2 separate regions of the Lactuca sativa genome follow, and region 2 is linked to region 1. A link is a contact called in public Hi-C data. All regions are on one chromosome and are shown on one strand. Each heading gives the region's core, a stretch centred on a gene start, on an enhancer-like site or on the middle of the called end of the contact. The rest is flanking DNA. Distances are from core to core; before and after follow the strand shown.

What was found. A called contact is a pair of places that touch in the nucleus more often than the background predicts.
Region 2: a Hi-C map of seed shows a contact between it and region 1, with 6 times the contacts expected there. The contact joins the promoter of LOC111883972 here to the promoter of LOC111878988 in region 1. A contact is called at or near these places in 4 of 4 Hi-C or Micro-C datasets (bud, leaf and seed).

What each region holds. Positions count from the first base shown.
Region 1 is chr9:220,440,261-220,447,670 of Lsat_Salinas_v11, forward strand. LOC111878988 (probable serine/threonine-protein kinase At1g54610) reads right to left here and starts at 3,810. Exons shown (of 8, transcript XM_023875450.3): 1 at 2,686-3,810; 2 at 2,327-2,611; 3 at 1,900-2,217; 4 at 1,067-1,294; 5 at 779-879; 6 at 545-659. The coding sequence starts at 3,162.
Region 2 is chr9:220,696,493-220,703,902 of Lsat_Salinas_v11, forward strand. It overlaps LOC111883972 (cytochrome c), which reads left to right and starts at 2,698. Exons shown (of 3, transcript XM_023880300.2): 1 at 2,698-2,927; 2 at 3,603-3,736; 3 at 3,838-4,182. The coding sequence starts at 2,816. The coding sequence ends at 3,930. It overlaps LOC111883954, which reads left to right. Exons shown (of 2, transcript XM_023880277.2): 2 at 1-317. The coding sequence ends at 75. LOC111883979 (mitogen-activated protein kinase kinase kinase 17) reads right to left here and starts at 7,043. Exons shown (of 2, transcript XM_052767500.1): 1 at 6,775-7,043; 2 at 5,340-6,628. The coding sequence starts at 6,594. The coding sequence ends at 5,533.

The DNA of each region.
Region 1 (7,410 bases), core at 2,560-5,059:
ATGACCACTTATTTCACAAATGGATTTCGTTAAATACCTTTTTTTGCCAAATTGTTTTTTCAGTGGTCCCCACTACATTTTTCACGAAAATGATGTCATTTTCACAAAATAAAAAAAGATTTGCGGATCTTTTTGAAGATTTTTTGTTGTGGGGACCACTGATAAAGCAATTTTGCACAATAAAGTTATTTCACAAAAGACATTTTGTGATACAATTTGAAAAGTTGGTCGTTTTGTGATATGAACTTCTCCCTTTTTGGTCATTTTAGTGATTAGCCCATTTTATTTTTGGGTTAAATGCAAGAAATAGCTACTTACTTTCATTTCTTACTATAGGATTGTAATTTTAAATTTTTTACCCAAATAACAATGTCCTCAAAATACAAAGATATTTTCATTACTATAATTGGATAGACTTTAAGAAGTATATTATCCTAATAAAAAATTAGCCATATATATATATATATATATATATATATATATATATATATATATATATATATATATATATATATTTGAAATTTTAAGAGAGAAAACAAAATACCCGTATGGATGCATGCAATTCTGCATTAGCATCGGGTGCTGGCTGAGCTCTTGATTCTCTTGTACCATTTCTTAATGGTTCCACTCCACGTGGTTTTCCACCACTTGCTTTACTCCTGCCATCACAATAAAGAAAAATGAGTATAACATATCATGTGTGTGAAAAAGACGTAAATGCCCTCCTCCTCCTCCTCCTCATATCATATATCCTGCAAACAAAAGCAAGAAAATTTACCTTCTCATTTCATCATCCCGCATTTTGGCATCAAACTCCTTACTTGGTGGGTACTTGGGCAAACTTGAAGGGTGGCAAGGTAAAGGCTTTGTTGTGAAGAACTGTATTAAATACTCAAATGGTAAGTAAGTACATACACCACAGTTTTTTTTTTTTTTTGACTTAATGAGCTTAATGGGTTGATCACTTAATCTAGACAAAACTATACAATGTTGTTTCTTTTTTACTCTTAATGGGTTAAGTGACAGACATCATTACCCATTCATACAGAATAGAGCTTAAGTGTACCTCACTATGAAGTGCAGAAGAAGAAGATCCTCGGTTATGAGGTTCAACTGCAAGGAGAGAATCCAAAAGCATTAAAGCAGATGGAGGGAAATCCTTGAATGTCTCACCCACACACCGTTTGTAAGGCTGTTGTGGTTTAAAAATAGTGGCATGAGGCAACTTTGATTTTCTCCAGTACTCTTCAGATGGCGAACCACAAAGTTTAAAAATTTTGTGTAGTTGCTCCACCTGCGAATAATTATTAATACAAATGATTAAAAAGAAAAATATGAAATAGAGGGCAAAATAGTCATTCTACATGCATTTAATCACGGTGTCGGTTTTAATGACTAAAAAGGTGAAAAAAATCATACAACAGGGATTAGACTTGAAGTATATGTTTAACCCAATAAAAAAAACCTAGCTTAATACATACAGACATTATTTGTTACATTTTTGCCTTTCTATCCGCTAACCATTCCTTATGGATTCGGACTTGAAGCATATGGTTAGACATTTGGAGCTTTGATTTATTTAAAAAAGAATACTCATAAAATAAAAACTAATTGTAAACCTATACTTTCACATGTAAGAATACTACATATGAGATTTACAGTTTTGATTAGGTTCAAATTTGTGAAATTGGTTCAGATTTTTATTACATTTTTGTTTAGGGCCTTAGGTGTACATTTACATTTTCAAGTTGATTAGGTACAGATTTGGGAAATTGGTTAAGGTTTTCTGTTACATTTTTTAGCTTTAGGTTTACATATTTGATTTGATGAGGTTTGGATTATACAACATTACATTCAGCCACTTTATCCATACAAGACTTAATGGTTTATATAAAGTACCTCTGTTCTTCCAGGCATTATAGGCTTGCCAGCAAAAAGTTCAGCAAGGATGCAACCAGCACTCCACAAATCAACAGCTACTCCATAATCAGTAGCACCTAATAAAAGCTCAGGAGGCCGATACCACAAAGTAACAACTCTACTTGTTAAAGGTTGCCTTTGATTTGTGCTAAAAATAGTTGCTAGACCAAAATCCCCAATTTTTAAATTCCCATTATTGTCAATCAAAAGATTTGAGCCCTTGATGTCACGATGTAGGATTCCACGATTGTGGCAATGTTCTAGCCCACAAAGTAATTGTTTCATATAACATTTTATCTGCAAGTCAAATACAATAAATCCATATTAGAAGATAGAAGTTATGTGTTATTAGAAACAATTCTTCTATTCAATAAACAAGATGATTGCCTAAAAGAAAGAGATATACCTGTGATTCGGTAAACTTAATCATAGGAGATGCTGCAAGTCCAGCAAGATCATGCTCCATGTAATCAAATACAAGATACAAATTCCCAGAAACCCTAGATGTCAGTAAGCCTTCAAGCTTCATCACATTTGGATGGTCTAACCTACGAAGAACAATAATCTCTCTTGCCATAAACCTAACACTTTCTGGATCCATCTTAGTGAACCTTACCTTCTTTAAAGCAACAATCTTTCCAGTTTCAAGGTCTCGAGCTCTGTACACACTGCTGTAAGTCCCCTGTCCAATCTGCATCCAAATGTACACAATTTATATAAAATCTAACAGTTTCACTTTAAAATATAAGCAAAAGAAGGGCAGACCTTGTCTAATTTCTCAAATGAGTCTGCTCTTCTGGGCAACCATCCTTTAATGGCTTCCCCTGCAACAGCAGTGAGCCAAGAAGGCCAACCAGCAGCTTCTTGAGCACCATCAAATCCATTGGCAACGCTAAATGTTCTACAGATTTCAGGCTGGTGGTGTATCTCTCCGTTTCCCTTGGTTTCAGTTTTTGCAGGTTTTTGAGATAGTTGCACAAGCGGTTGCACTTGCACCACAGGTTGCTGCTCATAAACCACACTCTTTCTCTCCCCTTCATCCCATGGTGTTTGCCCTGAACTTGCTGTGTTTTCTCTGTTACCCTCTGAAATTAGCCTAGCAGTAGCTTCATTGCTGCCATTATCAACCTCCACTGCAACTTCATCCCTTCTTGAAGAACCGAGGAAACGTTTTGATGATCTCTTTGATTCCTTCTCTGAATACTCATTTGCTGATATTCCTTTCGAGCACATACACCCCATAACTGTTTCCAGATATGAAGTTTTACAATCCAATATATATCATCTAATCCAGCGATCCAATCAATTTGATCCTCAATATAAACGTTATTGATAGCTTGAAACCCCAACTTCCTAATTGCATTATGAACCTTCGATATAAAATAAACTGGAATGTCTACCCATGTAATCAAAACCCTAAATTCGCCAAATCGCACTAATAATTATGAACCCAAAACGATTCAAGATCCCTAATTAGAATATACAAACCTACCCCGGTGATGAAAAACAGAAACTCAATAAAGAGAGAGACCCAGATCGGAGTGTTGAAGAATTGTTGAAATTCAGATGAATGTGAAAAATTATTATCTTGCTTAAGTCAATTGAATGGGTCAAAACTCAACAACTCGATTATTTTATAGTTTTATGATGAGACGAATGAAATGGGGTGCTTGAGAATGACGACGAGTGAGGTGTGAGAAGGAATGGAGAGAGAAATTTTCGGATCTATGTGAAAGAGCGTTGGAATGCGAGGGATCGATTGATACGTAGCAGTGTCTGAGGGATGGAAGGAAGCTCGAATGGTTTTGAGTTTTGACTCGTGAAGATGAAGGCAGAAGGCAGAAGGCAGAAGGCAGGAAGGGAAGAGGGAATCTCTGACGACACATGGCATATTTTCTGTCATTTTCTTAACCTATATATCCATGTGGGTCCCATTTTGTCCTCAAGGATCCAAGGACAAAAGAATACTCCATTCTTAAATAATTCATGACACCTTATGTTAAAACTTAACAAAAATATAATACTTTTTTGCTTTGTGTTAACGTTTTTATTGATTGATAGCCCATTATTTAGATTATAATTTATGTGGAAACTAGGTTGGATTATAATATTTATTTAAGCCCATCAAACTGTAGGTATTGGGCTATCGGCTCTTATTAGGGCTTACACCGTTGGAAAAAAAAATAGATAATGGGATTTATTTATACTTTAGATCTAAAAATATTTCAATTTGTACGGAATCAAAAAAACTTTAATGGGTTTGGTCCCTAAAAAGTTGTAAGGACCGTTATATTATTTTAATTTATTTTTTTGTATTTTTTTATTTTTATTTTAATATTTTATTAATTAAAAAACATGCTCACCCAACCCAATAGTTGTGTCCTCTCCCCTTCTCCTTCACTTTCTTTTGCCTATGTATGCCCTTTTTTCTCAAAATCGATCCAACTCTTTTATGCCTCTTTTTCATCGAGGAAGCTATAAACACAATGTTTGATATAAAAGTAATGTGTTCATGCTTGAGATATGATTATCGAATGGTATGTAGAACCGATTTTTTTTGATGGATTGGTTGTAAGACAATGATATTGTTTTGTTTTGATCAACATTAATTTTCGATAAATTGTTAATTTTATCTAGTTCTAATTTCGATCTTATTTTGAGTTTTATAGGTTAGCAAATTATAGAAAATGATGGTCCAATGTTGTTTCATTGAAGAAGATGCCTTGAGATTTCGATGTGCACGCTAATTTCGATGTGAAGTATTATCGAAAGAAGTTCTTGATGGTTTTCGATCTCGAATCAAATTTCGATGGTACAATTATGTGATTTAATTTTAATGGGTTAAATGATGGAGAGATTTCGATTGAGATGGTGCTTTGATCTTGAGATGCTTCAAGACATTCGTTTCGTTTCAATTCAAAGTGTAGATGATCGAAATGGATTTTCAAATTAATGAAGAGATTACATGCTTCATGTTGTTGCTTTCGATTCGTGGTTAAACGTGTGACATCCGTTTTCAGGTATGAATCTTTTAGCATTTAATTATTTCAAGTTTGATGTTTGGGGATTTATGACTGATTGTGGTGTAGTGGTAGAGACCCGGCACGGTACGACCACATCATTTAAGTCGCGATGCAATCAGGTGTTGGTTGTGGTGTGGTGGCGGCTGGGCTCAAAACCCTATACCTCTGGCATTGAGCCTTATTTAAGCAAACCTTATGATTAGGGTCTCGTTTCATTATAACGTCCCAAACTTCCAGGTCGGGTCACCACCAGATGAGAAACAAGGATAAGGATATCCAGAAGATGACCTTTAGGGATCGTTATGTCCATTACGAATTCGTGGTGGTGCATTTGGGCTCACCAATGCACTGACAACGTTCATGGACCTCACGAACCATGTGCGCATGTCGATGTTGGATCAGTCACTGATTGTGTTTATTGATGATATTTTGGTTTATTCTAAGATCGAGGAGCAGCACAGGATGCACTTGAAGGAGGTTCTTGAGACTTTAATAAGGAGAGGCTTATGTCAAACTCTCTAAGTGCGAGTTTAGGTTGTGCGAGGTTCAATTTTTAGGGTACCTCGTCAATCAGGATGATATCTTAGTTGATACAGATAAAACTGAGGTTGTGATGTGATGGGAGGTTCCAAGGTCTCCATCTGAGATTCAAAGTTTCCTTGTGTTGTTCGGGTATTATCGGAGGTTTATCCAGGATTTCTCAAAGATAGTGGTACCTTTGACTCAATTGACGAATAAGGCATTTGCTTTTCATTGGGGGCCTAAGCAGCAGTTGGCATTTGAGGATATGAGGCAAAAGTTATGTGAGGCATCGGTTTTGACCCTTCCCGAGGGTGATGAAGATTATACGATGTAACACCCCGACTCCCAACTTGGAAGGTGATTTTCAAGAAGAAGACTTGAAGTATAAGAGGAGTGGTGCAAGAAAAGCTAGTGGATCTGACCCTTCTGCTTATTGGCATCAGTTTGAAGGCAGTGGAGTACGTGGCAGTGATTTGAGAGTTTGAGCTTATCGCTTCAGTTCGACAGTTGTGAGGTGAGTTTTCCTCACTATAGCAAGGGTCTAAGGCACCAAGGTTGACCCTTTTGGATTGTTATCCTGATATGTTATATGCTTGAGTATTGTATAATCTGTTAGATCAGTATCCTGGTAGATAGGATGGTATATGTTGTTATGATCCGTTATATCAGTATCCTAGTAGATAAGATGTTATATGTTGCTATGATCCGTTAGATCAGAATCCTGGTAGATAGGATGTTACTATGATGTTATGATATGTTAGATCAGTTTGTCTGTCTATAGATTGTTATGTGATTAGCCGATATATGTACACATGTTTGATTAGTAGTTGAGGCTTATCTGCTTTGTGCGAAAGCCAATAGACTTGGGCATTCCAACCCGATTGTTGTAGGTCGTGAGTATTCCATCCCAAGGATGATTGGACTCGTAGTATGTGGGCATTCCAACCTGTTGGTTGTGGGCCTGGGGTATTCCATCCCGAGGATGATTGGACCCATAGTATGTTGGCATTCCAACCGGATGGTTGAGGGACTGGGGTATTCCAACCCGATGGTTGACTAGACCCATAGTATGTTGTCTGTGATTATATGTATATTGTTGCGTGTATGGGTATTTTGGGGGAACTTACTAAGCTTCGGGCTTATAGTTTTAGATTTGGTTTCATGTACCTCAAATGATCGCGGGAAGGCAAAGGTGTGATCGTATAGCTCCTCACATTTATGACTTTGTTTCTGGGATGCTCTAATATTATACTATTTTGAAAACAAGTTTTGCAATGATTAATGGTTTTGAAATATTTTGAAAAAGTTTAAATTTGGCATGATTTTATGGGTGTTACGAGTTGGTACCAAAGTCTTGGTTTGAGTAAATTGGAGGAACACTCGTGTGAATCCAGTCTGAAATCAAGGAAAGATTTTCAAAATGGTTTTAAATGGTTTTCAAAATAAGTAAATGAGGATGCAGAGTATACGATCAGCCGGAGCCAGTAAGTAGACCCTAAAATACCATGCAACTATTTGATTATGTGATATGTTAGAACAACATCCTAATACTAGGCTAAGGATCTTCAGGAATTACATGATAGAATTGCCAGATTGTATGATGTCTTATAGCCTAGGGTTTTCCTTATATGAAATTGACATCATTACTGTGGTTTCTTAGTGTATGCATCACAGCCATACATAATTAAGACCTTATAGCATGAGAATGTTTGGTTATCTTATTTCCAGTTCTTGACTTATGAAGGGCTTAGGGTAGGATCAGGTATTCGAAAGTTTATAGGGTCCAGCGTTATATATGACTAGCATACACTAGTGTTGTAGGGTTGGTGGAAGTTTCATGGATGGGTGGGTTGCGTGAGGCCGGTAGGTCAGTTATGAGATAGTTAGCCTTCCTCTAGGGGTGAGGATTGAGCGACCACCATGTATATGTATATTGTTAGGGTGT
Region 2 (7,410 bases), core at 1,448-3,947, 260 kb after region 1:
AGTCAGCGGTCGAGTCCCGTGGGGTCACCAAGGTTATTGGGGTGGCCTATGTTGCCTCCTTCTTCGGGAGGTTGAGTGGGAAAAAAAAAGGGTTTAAATTTTGTGGGAATGGTGGATAGTTTGTAAAGGGGTTAGACTTAATAAGTATTGCTGTTTTTTAATTTTCTTTTTTGTTTTTTCTTTTTTGTGTTTGGGATTTTGAGATATGTTGGATTGGCTGGGAGATCCACCTTGTTTTTTTTGGTGGAAATTATGATATGTGTATCTCAATGATATTCTGCTGTTACTTTTATAAAATCCTTGTAAAATTTCATCCAGTTTATGCATTTTCTTTGTTATTGTTGATCGTGTTGCTTCCCTTTTGGAAGTCGAAGATTGCTTTCTTTTGTTCCACAACTCTTTTCCAAACATAAAACTATAGTTGGTTGTTACGCAATTTAACACATTGTAATTGAATCTATCAAGAAAGATATGGATCTTTTAAATAAAAAATGGTGACTAAAATATGAGAAATTAAATTACCTCTTATTTTTTATACCTATAATTATTTCTATCCACTAAAAATATGACAAATCACCATTCAATTTAATTTTATTTGACATATTTCTAATATAGTTTTAACGATTTAGTTAAAAAAATACAGAATGATGACACTTGTCATAATTTTATTAGGTAGGCATATTTGTAGGAATAAAAAATAGCAAGCAATTTAATTTCTCCTAAAATATTTATAGGGGTTTTTTAATATGTGTCTTAAAGGCACAAATAAGAAACATTAAATTATAAGAAATATTATCAAAATTAAATGTGAAATGTATTAATTATATAAAATATTTTTCAAATTAAATATGACATGTTAAAAAATCTCATATTTATAAATCTCATACTTATAAATATTTGGCCTTATGTTATTTGCAACCAACAATTTGGAGATGCATGTTGAGTTGTCAATATAAGTTATAAATTTGGTGTAAAATCCTTGCATGAATTTTGTCAAGCTTTCCAAAATTTTAGGGATTTGAAATTGATTTTGATCGGAGCATTTTTAAACGAATTTTGTGATACCCATAAAATATAGGGCTAATAACATAACAATACTATATTTTAGTTTGCCCATTTAATTTTAATTCGTGTCAAAAAAAATACATCCATTTTTTAATAAAATTTCTATCGCGATCATGATGACCGCGAAATAATGGTCAAAAATCTCCTTTTTTTTTTGGTTAAAAAACTAACCATATTTAAAAAAATAAAAAATTAGAGCACCATAACCATTGTTTTCAATTGCTTGTTTTTATTGAAAAATGTTAATATACGGAAATCTATATTTTTTTTCCTCTATAAACAAACATTTATATCCATATATGTCGATGCCAAATCGTAAAGTTCACTTTTTGTGGTTAAAAATCATTCGGTGTCGGTTGCTTGTTTGTTGATATATATGACTCAATTATATTTTGCAAACTTAGAACGATGAAATTTAATCACTTATCAAGTATCGGGTTTTTTTAGTAAAGAATCACATCCTTTGATTTTTGCGGAAATAAACCTTTGTTATATGATAAATCATTTATAACGGTTTGTCAAAAGCAATCGGGTTATACTTTTATATATCATACATAATTTCTAATTAGGAATTGTATCATTTAATAACTTCTTGGATGCGATTTTTTTTAGCAAGCATGTTAGTTAACCTCTTACTATAAGTTGTGTTGGGTAAAAAGACTAGATCATATAAAAATGAAACTTAATTTTCTAACATCTAATAGACCAAATATTGACTTGTTTGATAATTGATGAATAAACTGATTGATTCACAGACATGATTGAGTTTGAACTCTGACTAAATTTACATCTGACTGGTTGTTCGGAACGATGAAAATGATAATTTTACCTTTCTGTTCTGTTTGTAACTCAAACGATACAAATTCATCTTTTCTATATAAACACACCTGTAACTATTAAGTAATATTATTGACATGTTGATTACTTATTAAAATGAATCTATAACAAGACCATGTCAATTAGAAATATAGTAACTTCTTGCAAATAATGATTACATAATGCAACTGTTATTCACATCACAAATAAAAAAAATACAACAAAGACTTTTTATAATTACAGTGTGTGACATGTGTTAGTTCTACACCATTATCTTAAGAAATATGGTAGGTGGAGAATGGAAGAGTGCTGCTGGAAATCGGGGCAAGAAGAAGAAGAAGACGTCTAGGACAAGGAAAACGAAAAAAACAACGTCGCCTAGGTAAAATGGGGACAAGTGTTGAAGGTGCTGAAATTGGAAGGAGGCGTGTTTTTTTTATTAGGGCATGATTGTCATTATCTCATTCACCTATTCGGTCAACCTCTTTTTTTTTCTTCGGAGCAAAATCAATAATTAGGTCAGACCCATTTTTCTCATGTATCAAACATACAGATCGGATATAGTCATTCAAAAAGTGTTTGACAGAATCCGTCAACAAAATATCAAACATCTAAATATGCTAGAACCTCGAGATTAAGCAATAGTTCAAGGTCTTAATCTGTAATTTAATCTAAAATACCTCTTTCAAAAAAATTTAATCTAAAATACAAGATTTCTTGTCAAATGAGGGTAAAAGCGTCAGATGAAATTTGAAGTGAGGGCATAAATGTCTCATGGCGTGTGCCGCGTCAATAAAGCCACGATCCTTTATGTAAACGCCATAAAACACCTGTAAAAGAAAGAAGAAAGTTCTCGAAAGGCGGTGTCGTCTCTGTAAAAGTCGAAACCCTAACTCTTTAAGATTCTTATTGGCGGCGTTTATTTCACCGGAAAATGGCGTCATTCGAGCAAGCACCAGGAGGCGATGCTAAAGTCGGAGAGAAGATATTCAAAACCAAGTGCGCTCAGTGCCACACCGTCGAAAAAGGAGCCGGTCACAAGCAAGGTTTTTACATTATTGTCTAAATCCCAAATAGCTTATTACTTGCCTTTTCCTCTATTTGTAATTTGAATTAGTATAATTTCCGCTGCTATATTATCGAAGATTTCTCGTTTTACTGCGATTCGACGTATGCAATGCTTTTGATGTCGTGATCTTTATACTTTTGACTCTTTCATATGCCACATCCTGGTAAAAGAATGCTATATTGTTCAATTGTGTGCTCTCTGGGTTCTTGGCGATTAATTGTATGTAGTGATTTGATGTTTATTGAGCTCATCTGCTTTAGGATCACATGGTTAGGTGTAGGACTTCTTTAATCAGGACCACTTGTTTGTAATCATTCTCATAATCTTTGTCATTCTCACGTATAAGCATCTAAGAGCAGATGAATGCTTCTATGGAAAACATTCACAAAAACAGTATTTTTGTCTTTCAATAAACCAAGTGGCGGAACGGATTTGAATTCCACCTACTATTGAATGGAATGATCATTTCCTTCCTTTGATGGAATCTTCCATTTGTGTCCAATTTACTACCAATCAAGTGGAATTGAATCATAAAAATGTTGTTGTATTGCATCTGTCTTGTAGTTTTTGCATTTGGTAAAAGATTTCTTTGTCTATCTCAAGTTTTTTTTTTTTTTTTTAGCATGCTCATATGGCTTTATATGAACTTCAGGGCCAAATCTGAATGGTCTTTTTGGAAGGCAATCTGGCACCACAGCAGGGTATTCTTATTCTGCTGCCAACAAGAATATGGCTGTGACCTGGGGAGAGAATACACTCTATGACTACTTACTAAACCCTAAGAAGGTACAAGACTACATATATCATTTGAAACTTGAAAGGTCCTAATTCACATCACATTTTCTTTTTTCTTTTTTCTTATAAATTGTGAAACTCATGTTGTGCAGTATATCCCTGGAACAAAGATGGTTTTCCCTGGATTGAAGAAACCACAAGATCGAGCTGATCTTATTGCTTATTTGAAGCAATCAACTTCTTGAATGATAAGATTTCATTCCTTTTATTTTCAATGGGACTTAACTACATCACATACTGACTTTTGTTGCAAATAACTTCATGTCATGTTGGACATGGCTTCATGGACATACATGCATGTTCCTAGGTTTCAGGTTTCCCTTTTATGAGGCACTTATTGTAGTTTTTGTGTCGAATTAGAACAAATACTTTGGGAAACAAGATTTATATCTTTTGTTTGGTGGCAAATGGCAATGGCATGTTGGGTTTAATATAAATTGGTAAGAATGCAACATCTGCGTATTATATGGTGACACCTTATGATAATGGTTAAAAGGCTAATGGAAATATGAGGTTAGAAATGATAGGACACAAAATGATGTGTGTCACCCGTTTGAAATTCACTATGAATGTTATTGGTGTGGGTGCTTTAATACATAATATAGTCAATGACTAAAATATAGTTATATTTGATGCAAATAATGATTCCTACAGAACATATTGCTCCATGTTAACATCCGCTATAATAATAATGATAAAGACAAAAAAGACATATGTCTAATCACATTACTATTTTCCAAAAAGTTGTAAAAAATAAGTCTGAACACTAAAACAACTAATTTTGCAGATGTCGAAATGGACATGACTCCAAGTAACGTCGTTTTAAGAAAAAACAAATGCAAAATTTAATATGCATATATCATCTGCAAAATTACAGGTTTTATATCGAACTTTATAATTTCTCAAATCTGATCAACGAAATTCGTAATTTCTTATTATCTGATACCTGAAAAAAAAAACCTTTTAATTTTGTGGTAAAAATTTCAAAGAAAATTTCCACAAGAAAGAGGCTTAAATGGTGTGAAAATAGATTTTTTATAAGCTTTTTTTTTCTTGAGTTTTCACCTTGAAAATAATGTAAAAATCAAGAAAGATGAAAAAATTATGCTATATATATGAGGACTATTTTGTGGCCCAATTCACAGTCCAGTAATGTTTTTTCGTAGACTCTAAATTTGTAAAATTGTATCCTAAAAGAAACATATAAACTTGAGTCAACGAGTTGAGAATGAGACGAGTAGTATGTACATTTTGGTCCTTTTTGTTTGGTGATTGCAAAAATAATGAAATTTTGCATTTTATCTTCGTATTTGGCCTTCTAACAGTGCGCTTCATTTATGTTAAAACACAATTTGTTAATGTTAAGTAACATTCTAGTGAAGGTTTAAGGAAGTTGGATGATATAGGCCTATAGGGCGCTTGGATAACATTATAATGTCATGTTTACACAATAAATGTATGTAGAAGTGGACTTAGATAGCAAATGGATCCTTTTTATTTTATTTTTTTTAGGATTTATTATTTTTGGTGCCTAAAACTTTTAAGCTGTACATGATCTCTAAAATCTCAAAGCCTGTCCTGCATACAGATACGATTCATATTCAATATTTTTATTTTATTTTATTTTAAACAAATAAAACTAATTCAACACTTTGGGGCTGGTTTTAGTAAAAACTATTTTTTGGCTGTACATTTTCTTTTTCAAACAAAAACATCATCCCTAAAATCCTATACAATCATACATTCATTCGTTCATCCATCAACTCTTTTTAAAACATTCTTTCTTTTTAGGTCCTAACTGTGACCCAATTTTCCTGTGACACCATCTCATTTTCTGTACATTGCCTTTGTGTCGACTTTCTCTTCTCATAACGGCGAACTGAAAATGGTATTTTACTCATAACTTTCATCTCCTCAGACTCATCCGAACCATAACCGTCATCACCCATATCCAAAACACTCAACGGCGAATACATTTCATGTTTTTTAATTACCATTTCGCCCTTGATGAATGGATGATTTAGAAGCTCATCAACGGTAGATCTCCTTTCTGCCTTCCTCACCAAACACTTGTTGAGAAAATCCAAACCGGATTTCGAAAAATCCCGAGGAAATGAAGGCAATTCGTTGCTCGAAGCAATCTTCAAAATTGCCGCCATTTGATTCGACACCCCGAGTTCACCCCATGGGGTCCGCCCCGTTGCCATTTCAATAACGGTGCACCCTAAAGACCAGATATCTGCTGAGAAATCTAGCCCTTCGTTCCTAAGAACTTCTGGAGCCATCCACAACGGAGTTCCACAGAGGAACTTCCGATTGATGGCTCCAGTGGTGCCTGTGCCCGACAGTAGCCGTCGGGCACAACCGAAATCAGCTAACTTTACGGTCCCACACGGACCCAAAAGCACATTTTGGCATTTAACATCACCGTGGACGATTCCACTATCGTGGAGATACTTCAATCCTTTGAGGATTTCCCGGGTGTAGACACGGATGACTCCCTCGTCTAATTTTCCACCGAGTTTCTCGGCGACATCACCGAGACTTCCGGCTGCCATGTACTCAATGAAAAGATTTGTTTTTGTGTGACCGTTTTCGCCGAAGGAAACGTCTTTTCCAAGGCATTGTACAATGTGAGGGGAATCCAGGCTCTTGAGAACGCTAGCTTCGTTCTCAAGAGACTGATCCCCCTCTTGAGATTCGGATGACTTCACCACGAAAAGTGAGCCGCTGGATTTGTTGATGGCCAAATGAACAACCCCGAATGAGCCTGATCCGATCATTTTGCCACGAACCCATTCGCATGGCAAAAGAGATGGAGACAACTCATCATCCCCGTTTCCCGACATCTTCTTTTTTGGTATCAGTTTTGCCTCTTCTCGGCTTTGAAGATAGATAGTAGTGTAAGTTTCTTTAATTAACAGATTTTATACAACCCAAAATATGAATCTGGAACAACTTCAAAGATGGAAGAAGAAGAAGAAGATAGATTTACATATGTAGGAAGTTGAAGGGTTTAGAGATCTCACCGTAAACCTTGGAAACCAGAATTCAGGCCGGGGTTACATAAAAGGCGAGCAAACTTATGGTGGTGGAGCGGTCTCCTAGTTGCCGGAAACCGCCCTCACTCACTAAGTTTGTGACGATTCTGGGAATCCGTTCTACCAAATTAGATTGTGAAGGTGGAACGAAAAGGTTGGATGGATAGATGGTTGATATATATGAAGTGTCTCTCTCTCTCTCCAAGCACCGCAGATTTTTAGCGAGGGAGAAAGAAAGGATGCTTGGTGATTGGTGATCCAAGAAATGTGGAATTCTTAACTGGTCAACCATTCTCAAATAGGGTCTCTGTCTCTTTTGTCCTAGTATTATAATCAAGGATGTGGTTGAAGTGATGATTAATGGCAAGAAAGAATTGTCAATAATGTTTACTGATACATAACATTAACATATGAATTCTTTAGTTATAACTATATCCATTAAGATAATTTCTTTAATGCGTATAACTATTTGTTTTGGGTTTTTTCTTCGTTTTTTTTATCAATGAGGAAAAGCCTGTAACTAGGCCCAAATGCTATGTTTATTAATTTAGGGGTTTAGAGTATTTTGGATTAGATTTTCATTTGTGAGAATTCAGGGATTTATTTTTTCATTTGTGAGAAGTC